Regions from separate parts of the Gossypium hirsutum genome. Here region 2 is linked to region 1. The links are chromatin contacts, called in public Hi-C maps. All regions are on one chromosome and are shown on one strand. The core of a region is the stretch at or near the end of the contact, and the rest is flanking DNA. Distances in the headings are between cores, read along the strand shown.

Region 1 (4,688 bases), core at 1,147-3,646:
ATCTAACAAAAGCCTAACCGAATGGAAAATATAAAAAATATTGGAGATTGACCGATAAATATATATAAATCAGAATCGATTACTATAAAATGAGATTAAAAATTCAGGAGTAAAATTAGAATGTAGTAAAATGAGATTATTATCATAAAATACTATAATGAAGAAAAGCGTACGATAAATCTATCTTCCTTTTTACATATTATTCAATATTAGAGACTATATATATATATAAATTATAAACCAATTAAAATTTAAATTTCTATACATAAAACAATTAAGGTTAATTTAGAAAATATGAAAACTGGGCAATAAAGAACCAAAACTCCAAGTGAATACGGCATATCAGGCAACAATTAGAAGAAATACGAACAAAATGACCATTGAACCAAGAAATCAACGCAAAACCGAGGAATTGTCCCATAAAATGATTGGTATCAAATCTCAAGTTCAATCTCTTAAAATCCCTACCCCAAATGCCCCCGAATAAGAACCCAGGAATTATTTCAAATGAATTGTGTTAAAAAGCTGTATGCCACGAGAATAAATGAACCAATAGAACAGCAGCAAAAAAGCAATAGAATATGGGCAGGTAACAAAGTCATACAAAGAGGGACCAAATTCTCTAGAAAAGGATTTACCTATCTTACGCCATTCAACTTCAAATGCAAAATACATGTAGCAACAAATTACCCATCTACAACTATTAATTTCCAAACGTCAAAAGAAACCAACACCATCCAGAGTTACATTTTTGCTTAAATGAAATTTGCATTTAAAAAGCATTAACATAAGATGATCAAACACTATCACAGCCTACTTTGATTATGCTATCCTCCCAGGATTTTTCCTACTCATCATCTTCCTCCTGCATTTATCAAAAAAGAGAAACCCGAATCAATAGGGTCCAAAATAAGCCAGAAGATCAGTGACACAAAACTTATACTAATTGCAACTCACGTCTCCACTGCCTTCATCATCATCTTCTTCTTCATCATTCACCTCAGATACAGACTTCTCAGATTCCTCCTCATCTTCTTGGGGACCCTCAGCCTGGAATTAATCCAAAAAGTTTATTAACTTTTAAATCGTCAAATAATATGTATAAACAAAAGATAACAGCAAATCACCTGTCTCTTATTGTAGGCTTTCATGTTCTTTTCATACTCGACCTTTCGTTTCTCTGCCTTATCAACATAAGGTCGCTTTTCCTAAAATCATTTATTTTACATTAATCATGATGCACATTTGCATGTATGTTGAAGATTATTTTCAGTACTGAACATAGAAAAATACTTACAGCTTCAGAAAGGCTCTTCCATTTATCTCCACCAGCTTTGCCAACCTGAATTTGAATCCAAAAGAGAAATTAAGAAAATAAATAAATAAATAAAAAGGAAAGAAACCTGTAAGAAAATCCAAAAAAGAAAATGGTCATACTTACAGCAGCAACGGACTTGTTTTTAGGGTGCTCCTTCTTGTATTGCTCGCGGAACTCCTCCCTTTTATCACGAAATCAACATTAACAAATTAGATGAAATATGAATGTAAATAGTAATCTCATCCTCGAAGATCAACTTTGCTTTGACAATAAGAAGAATCGTTCAATTCACCTCTTCGATTGTGGTTTTTACGAAGAATATAAACGCCAGAGTTTTCCACGAAGCAAACGGAACAAACCAAAAAATTTAAAGAAAACCGACAAATACAGGAGAGATTCATGAATGATTACATGAAAACGAAGAAGGCGCTAGCAGGCCTCTTTGGCTTGTTTGGATCCTTAGCTGCCTTCCCCGATTTCTTTCCAGCTTTCGTGATTGATTTCTTATTCACGGAGAGCCTACAAACGAACCAAAAAATTTAAAAAAAATATAAGTCAAATAATAGGAAACGTTAATACACATCACGATCTGAGGTCCTAGAACACGCGATCTGAAGAGCCGAAAGGAGAAAAGCTTACTTGGCGCTCTTGGCATCCGACTTGGATTTACCTCCTTTCATGTTTGAATCCTGCAAATGAAATCGCAGATGAGTGAAAAAGCAGATGAAATCGATAGAAAGAAGTGGAAATTCGATAAAAATCGATGGGGAAATACCTGATAGAGGGCTAGGGTTAGAGTTACGGATGAGAGAGGGAGAGAGGAATTGGGGAATAAAAGTGCGATAGAAATAGAGATGTATTGAGAATAGAGGAGGGTTGAGTTGAGAGGCCGAATCTCGAAAGCGGAGATATTAAGTTTTGGGCAAATTGAAATTCAATTGCACGCGAAATGAGAATTGAGGGGGTTTAGGCGGGATTGGGAATTTTCATGCCACGTCATCGATCTGTGTGCTTTTATGTTATTGGCTGTGTCACTCCTAATCTTTTTGGCTTTCCAGATTCTCACCTCTTTCTTTTGTTGTGCTTCCTCTGTGCTTCTTCTCTCTCTCACCTGATTCGTGATTTAATGGGCCCTTCCCCTGATTCTAGCCCAATCCATTTATTTCAGGGCCTCATACATGGACCTTAAAATGGCTCCCCAAGTCCATTTTCAGCTCAACTTTACGCCACACCGCCACTCAAATTACTCTATTCATCCAAGATTAAAAACAAAACTTATACTCATCTACATAATCTTTTAATAGAATCGTAAGGCTACGTTTACTGTTACTAGGGTTGTAAGCTAGGAATCTTTGAATTCCTTCTTCTTTCAATGCTTGTGATTGACTTGTTGGGCAGTGCAAAGAATGGTTTCGAAAAGCAGCACTATAGTGGTATACCTGTCGCTATTTCATGGTAGTCGCATTGTCATAGCGATGTGAAAATATTTCACACTAATATTAGTTAAATTGTTTCTCTTTTCTTCAAAGTCAAAGGCAGCCTAATCAAAAAAATCATCGTATTTGGTATTGCAGTCAACTAAAGTAAACTCAATAGAAACTAATGCTCAATTGTGACTTGTTGACAAGTCAAATATTTTGCAACATACTCAATAACCTTCCTTTTCATATCGAACCACCAATACAAACCTTTCAAATTATGGCACATCTTGTTATCTCCAGGATGTATGGCATAGAAACTACTGGGAGCCTCTTGAAGTATCTCATGCTTCAACTCCTCATCACTAGTCACATAAATCCTCTTTTAGAACATCAAACGACCATCATTATATCGATATCACAGTCATTAGCTCTATTTTCCTCAAATTACCTTCTCATTGCTAACAACTTCACATCAACCAATTGTTTATCTCTAATTTGCTAACAACTTCTAATTTGCTTAACTTGCAATTCAGCCAAAAGACCACCATCATCCACCAACTATAACCGAGCAAACACAGCTCTCAAGTCTACCAATAACTTCTTACTCAAAGCATCAACACCACCATTTGTCTTGCCCAGATAATAATCAATAATATAATCATAATCCTTTAATAGTTCAATCCATCTTCACTATCTCAAGTTCAACTTATTCTGAGTTAAGAGATATTTAGGACTCTTGTAATTAATGTATATATAAAACTTCTTACAATACAGATGGTGTCGTCATATCATTAATGCAAATACTACCATCACCAACTCTAAATCATGAGTTAGATAGTTTCGCTCATGATTTTTCAATTGCCTTGTAGCATATGTCACTACCTTCCCCTCTTGCATCATTATACATCCTAAACCAGTATATGAAGCATCATCGTAAATAATAGTCTTTCCCTTAATTCTGGTTGATTCAAAACAAGAGCCTTTGTTAAAATAACCTTTAATTACTCGAAACTCTCCTGATGCTTCTCATTCCACTCAAATGGTTACCTCTTTACAACAATTTCTTCAACGGAATGGAAATCATGGAAAAACCCTTAACAAAGTGACAATAAAATCCAGCTAAAACCCAAGAAACTATTAACCTCGATAACATTCTTAGGTTCTTTCCACTCCAGGATAGCTTCTATCTTCTTAAGGTTAACTTTAACACCAACCTCAAAATAAGATGACCAAGAAAAATCACTTTTGACAACTAGAAATCACGTTTACTCAACTTTACAGATAACTTCTTTTCTCAGAGAATCTATAGAACAACTCGAAGATGTCTATCATTATCATCCTTAGACCTCGAATACACTAAAATATTATCAATGAACACCACCAAAAATTGATCAACATATTGTTGGAAGATACGATTAATCAAATCTATAAATGCAACTGGAGTTGGGATCTAGCATCCTTAGTGTAGTGATTACGTCTATGTACTTGAAATTTTTCAAACAAATTGGTTTAATAAAACTCCATCATTATTATTAATATCTTTTTGTTTATTGTCTTAAATGGTTTTTGCATGTAAAACAAAATAAAAAAAAGTATTGGCTCATTGATTGTCTAATGTTTAACTAATATTAAGTTGCATTATGTGGATGATCATAATTCAAGAAGACAACTTATATTAATAGATAATTTAACACGTACATAGTATAATTGAAATTCAGCAAGTTGATTGAAAGAGTAATATGTCATCTATCAAGTCCAAATAAGAACATAACTTGTATTGGGTATTGGAGTAGATGACTCCTAAAAGATAGATATATAGATGTGAATGTCTGGATTAGCAGTACATTGGACAGAACCCAAGTAGAATAAATCCTAAATAGATTTAGGATTTATTCACTTGTGACATTCATAGTGTAATTTGCTTTAATATTAAGTAAGTGACAAACTAT
Region 2 (4,688 bases), core at 1,450-3,949, 920 kb after region 1:
TATGATGAATTATGTCGTTTGATTTCTATTTTACGCAATAAATACTTAGATATTGTTCTCAATTATGTGTGTTTAATTCTTGGTTTGATATTTCTAGATTATTGATCAATGTTTGATGTGCTTAAATCAGAAGAGGAATGAGCCTATTTAAGAGTAGATCTAGCGAAATTGAGTGGAGTTGCATGTAATTCTAGAAATAGGACGACATAAATCTACCATATTAGAGTCAAACCTAATAGAGGAATCCATAGATAGGGTTAATACAATAATAAGGGTTTTAATTACAAAGAAATTTCAATTAATCAACCTAGAGTGCTCTTATTCTTGAAGAGAGATATTAGCATAATTTAGGGATTTCTACAGATCAAGATACTAAGCGAAGAAATTGTGTAATTTAGATTAATAATGATAGATGAAATTTAGATGAATTTTTTCATGGGTATTGTTTTGATTATTAGTTGTTTACTCAATTATTTGCCTAATTTGTTATTTGTCGCGTTCATAGTTAATTAATTTAGTTAATTCTATTTATCAATCAATTGCTCTAATTATTCGGTTAAACAATAGAAAGAAGGCAATTACTAGTACTTTTAGTCCTCGCGAGAACAATATCTTTGCTCACTGTAACTATACTATTAATTAATAGGTGCATTTGCCTTAGTTAGATTTTTAGTTGGTTTACGATTGCATCAAGTTCTTTTCTAGTCTGTGTGTTTGCTTGAAGAGAAGCAAAGATTTAAGTGTGAGAATTTGATCTGTCATAATTTAATATGGCAAATTGAGTCATTTTCAATACTTAACAACCTTTGAATCAAGAATTTTAATGTTATTTTAATAGTTTTATGATTTATTTGTTATTTATGTTTTGTCGATTAAAATAAGCCTTGTAAGATATTTATTGACAAATTAAGCAACATCATTCCTAATAAATTCTAACTAAGTGATGTAATTGGTGTAAGAAACTGACTTGAGCTAAATGGCATAGATGTTAGAAGATTGTTGAGAATGTTGCTGCATTGGATACACGAAATCATGACATTAAAGCTGAATATGTACCTAGGATGAATTTCGAGATACATCATCATTGTAGGTGGACTATGACCAAGGTCACGACATTGGAGGTTAAGAGTAGCGACATTGAAAAAGTGAAGTTACAAATTTTGATAAATAAAGTGAACTTTTATTGTTATTTAAAACATTTCATTTTTACAATTTAATTACAAATCGTGTAAATATATAACCTTTGCGTAAGAAGGGAACTAATACTAGTAATAAATAAAAGCATCATCATGTTAATCTTTTAGGTTCTTTGATGGAAAACTCTCTGAAAGTGGTGACGGTGATGGTGATTCACAATTATCTGAAGATCGTAACACCAAGAAAATTAGGTTTAAAGATGATTCCGATGGGGCTTCTGTGGATATGGCTATGGACTCTGATCCACCTTTAAGTGCGACAATGTCATGGAAAGACAAACTCTTTGGGGCTGGTTTGTCTTGTGCTGGTCAGGAAGTTGCGGGGGTTGATGGGGGAAGTGATGGAGATTTTATTCTGTTGGACGATGATATTATAAGGTCCACTGTTAATGGAATCCCGACAATTGATTTCTCCGATCGAGTCAAAGAAATTTTATACAAAGAGATGGAGATGACAGTAGTTTTAAAACTACTAGGCCAAAATATCAGCTATGGTGTTCTGTTTATTCGAATTAGAAACCTTTGGAAGCATATACATCCATTTCAATTAATGGATATTGAGAATGGGTATTTTTTGGCTAAGTTCTAGAACAAGGAGGATTATGACGATGTTTTAACACAGGGACCATGGATAATTTTTGGGCAATATTTGACAGTCCAACCGTGGACAAAAGACTTTTCTCCCCTTCAACCATACCCAAGTGTAGTTATGGCGTGGATCAGGCTACCTGGATTACCTGGGTTTATGTACAAGAGGATGATCCTCGAGGCAATTGGAAGCATGATCGGTAAGGTTGTAAAGTTTGACTTTAATACCGATAATAGAACTAGGGGCAGATTTTCCAGAATGGCTCTGTTCATCAACCTGGATAAGCCTCTCATTTCTCAGATTTGTGTTAATGGAAAAATTCAGAGGGTGGAATATAAAGCCTTACCAACGGTTTGTTTTACCTGTGGAAAATACGGGCATGTGAGGGAGTTGTGTCCCTTATTGAAAGAAACATCGGACAAAGCTAGTGACAAAGTGGTGATTGACGGTGGTTCAAGCAACAACAATGGCTACCTTAGGAAGGACTCTGAACCAACTTTCAGTCCTTAGATGTTGGTGGAGCATAGATCCCAGTGAAGATCAAGGAACTCTCAGAATTCTGGTGGTATGGTTGCTAGAAAAGGGAGGTTGGGCTCCAAATTTAATGTCCTTAACATTAAAGGTAAGAGGACTGGCAGTGAAGAAGAGACGACAAAGGCAGATTTTGGGGGATTAAACGCTAATGCGGTGGAATCTGATTTGATTCCCCTTGATTCTAGGGAAGAAAATAATATTAAATCTGTGACTTACCCGCATATTAAAGCTACTAAAAAATTGGTTCTTGATTCAGATGCCCAAAAGAATATTTGCAATCCGGGCCTGAATTTGGAAGCCTAAAAGAATACTACTAAATTAGTTACTAAGCGCATGGGGGGAAGAGTCCATTTGGGCCAAGAAAATGACAGAATAAGGCTGAAAAGTCTGAGGAAAAATATAATGATTGATAGTGGGTCAAATGGGTCTCTGGTTAGGCCGCCATCCAAAGAGAACCCAAACGGATTATGTTTGCAGGCTTGTCCAATTGAAACAAATCTTTTTGCATCCAGTATACATATGAATTCAAGGACCACAAGTATTCAAGCTTGTGGATCGGTGGAAAACCAAGATAGGCCTTTGCCTCTCTCCAGGCCCGTTAATGACCAATAGCTTTCTCCTGCATAGTCCAATTCCAAGAAACCTTAGGTTTTTCCAAATGTTAAATTAATTTCGACTAACCTAGAATTTGTTACTGTTTTTTCGGATGCAGGTAACTTTGGAAACCATTTTGACTCTAAACTGCGAGCTAGCAACTCAAATTATATCAAGGCATATTTCAACCCAGCTTTTGAAGGCCTTGTAAAGGTTGAGGTCCAGCTAACTGATAATATTTTAGATCAAGGGAAACACTTTGCTGTCACTTTTAAAAAATTTTCTAATTCTCCTTATTAGTCTAAAGGTCATACTTTTGAGCCTATAAGTGCAGGCAACACAGGAAATAAGGATCGAAAAAGCAATGAAAATTTTGGCATTACTAAAGGAGGACATAATAATAGTAATGTCTTAAAGGGACGCGAGAGTATATTTAAAGCTTCTGTAAACTCACGAGTTTCTTTAGCTGACTCTATGAAATAGGTGGCAAAGCTTATATCCTCTGACCTCTCGAACGAAGATAAAATGGGAGTGCTTGTTGAATCTAACCCTAGTGGATTGAATGATTCCCGATAGCAATGGTATGGTTCTTTACAATTTTTTATTAATTATGAATCTCTCGATTTTTTCTTAGAATTGTCAAGGATGCACCAATGCCAGATTTCCTCGCATTTTTCGTGGGTATACTATGGAGTACAGACCAAATATTATTAGCTTGTTCGAAAGTAGAGTTAGTGGGCCCAAGGCTGATAAAATTATTGCACATTTGGGATTTCAATTTTCTCACCAAATGGAGGCTATTGGTTATGCTAGGGGCATTGGATTGGATGGAATAAGTCTGTTAAAGTTGAGATTATACGAAAACACCCCCAATTCATTATTACTCGGGTTTGGCTTAGTTTTTCGTCAAATTTGATTTCAATTAGGTTCATTTATGGAAGTCCTAATTGTCAGAAGCGGAAAAACCTTTCGTATGATTTGAGAGATACTATTCCTGTTGGGCAAACTCCTTGGATGGTGATCGGAGACTTTAATGCTATTCTTTCCTCAAATGAGAAAATGGATGGCCTTTCGGCTGGCAAGAGATGCCCTCACTTTGGTAATTTTGTGAAATTGGCTAACCTTCATGATTTGGGGTTCAGGGGACCTCCCTTTACATGGCATAAGGGTAAATCTGTTTGAAAGATTGATTCGTGCATTGGGAAATGAGGCTTGGGTTAACTATTTTCCAAATAGCTTAATTACTCATCTTCTAAGGATTAAATCTGTTCACGGACCTCTTCTCTTCAGCCTCAATCCGAGTTTAGACTTGCCTAGGGGAAGACAATTTAGGTTCTTAGCAGGCTGGGTTGAACACCTTGATTTTGATAATCTAGTGAAGAATCAGTGGGACTTTCAAGGGAATATGTCCGTTGTAACATCCCAAATTATGGCCTAGTCAGAACAGTGGTTTTGAGACCAAAAATCTTAGATAGAAATAATTGTTTTATGATTTTTATGAGGTCCATGATAGGTATACAGGCTTGTGAAAAACTTTTCATGAAGAAATTCTATGCATAAAATGTCTAATTGAACTGTAGGGACCAAAATGAAAAAGATGCAAAACTTGTGTTCTAGAAGCTTTAAGCATGAAATTGCAATAGATTATTAATTAGAAGGACCTAATTAGCAATTTGTCTAATTTTTAAAAGTTTGGACAAAAATGGACATGCATAGGAAAAATTTGAAAGAAAGGCTTTAAGGGCATTTTAGTCATTTGGTAATTAAATGAATTA

What was found. A called contact is a pair of places that touch in the nucleus more often than the background predicts.
Region 2: a Hi-C map of leaf shows a contact between it and region 1, with 2.4 times the contacts expected there. The contact joins the enhancer-like site here to the promoter of LOC107939996 in region 1. A contact is called at or near these places in 2 of 34 Hi-C or Micro-C datasets (callus and leaf).

The regions. Positions count from the first base shown.
Region 1 is chrA02:33,676,049-33,680,736 of Gossypium_hirsutum_v2.1, forward strand. It overlaps LOC107939996 (high mobility group B protein 3), which reads right to left and starts at 2,397. Exons shown (of 8, transcript XM_016873406.2): 1 at 2,094-2,397; 2 at 1,958-2,007; 3 at 1,730-1,837; 4 at 1,442-1,499; 5 at 1,298-1,342; 6 at 1,128-1,208; 7 at 958-1,050; 8 at 677-865. The coding sequence starts at 1,998. The coding sequence ends at 848.
Region 2 is chrA02:34,599,517-34,604,204 of Gossypium_hirsutum_v2.1, forward strand. No RefSeq gene overlaps it. Among protein-coding and RNA genes, the nearest start is that of LOC107952193, 14 kb to the right of the region's middle. Within about 2 kb of position 2,700, at least 8 of the 9 cell types and tissues checked have an H3K27ac peak or open chromatin away from gene starts, as enhancers often do. A contact at or near this core is called in leaf, where this site is marked.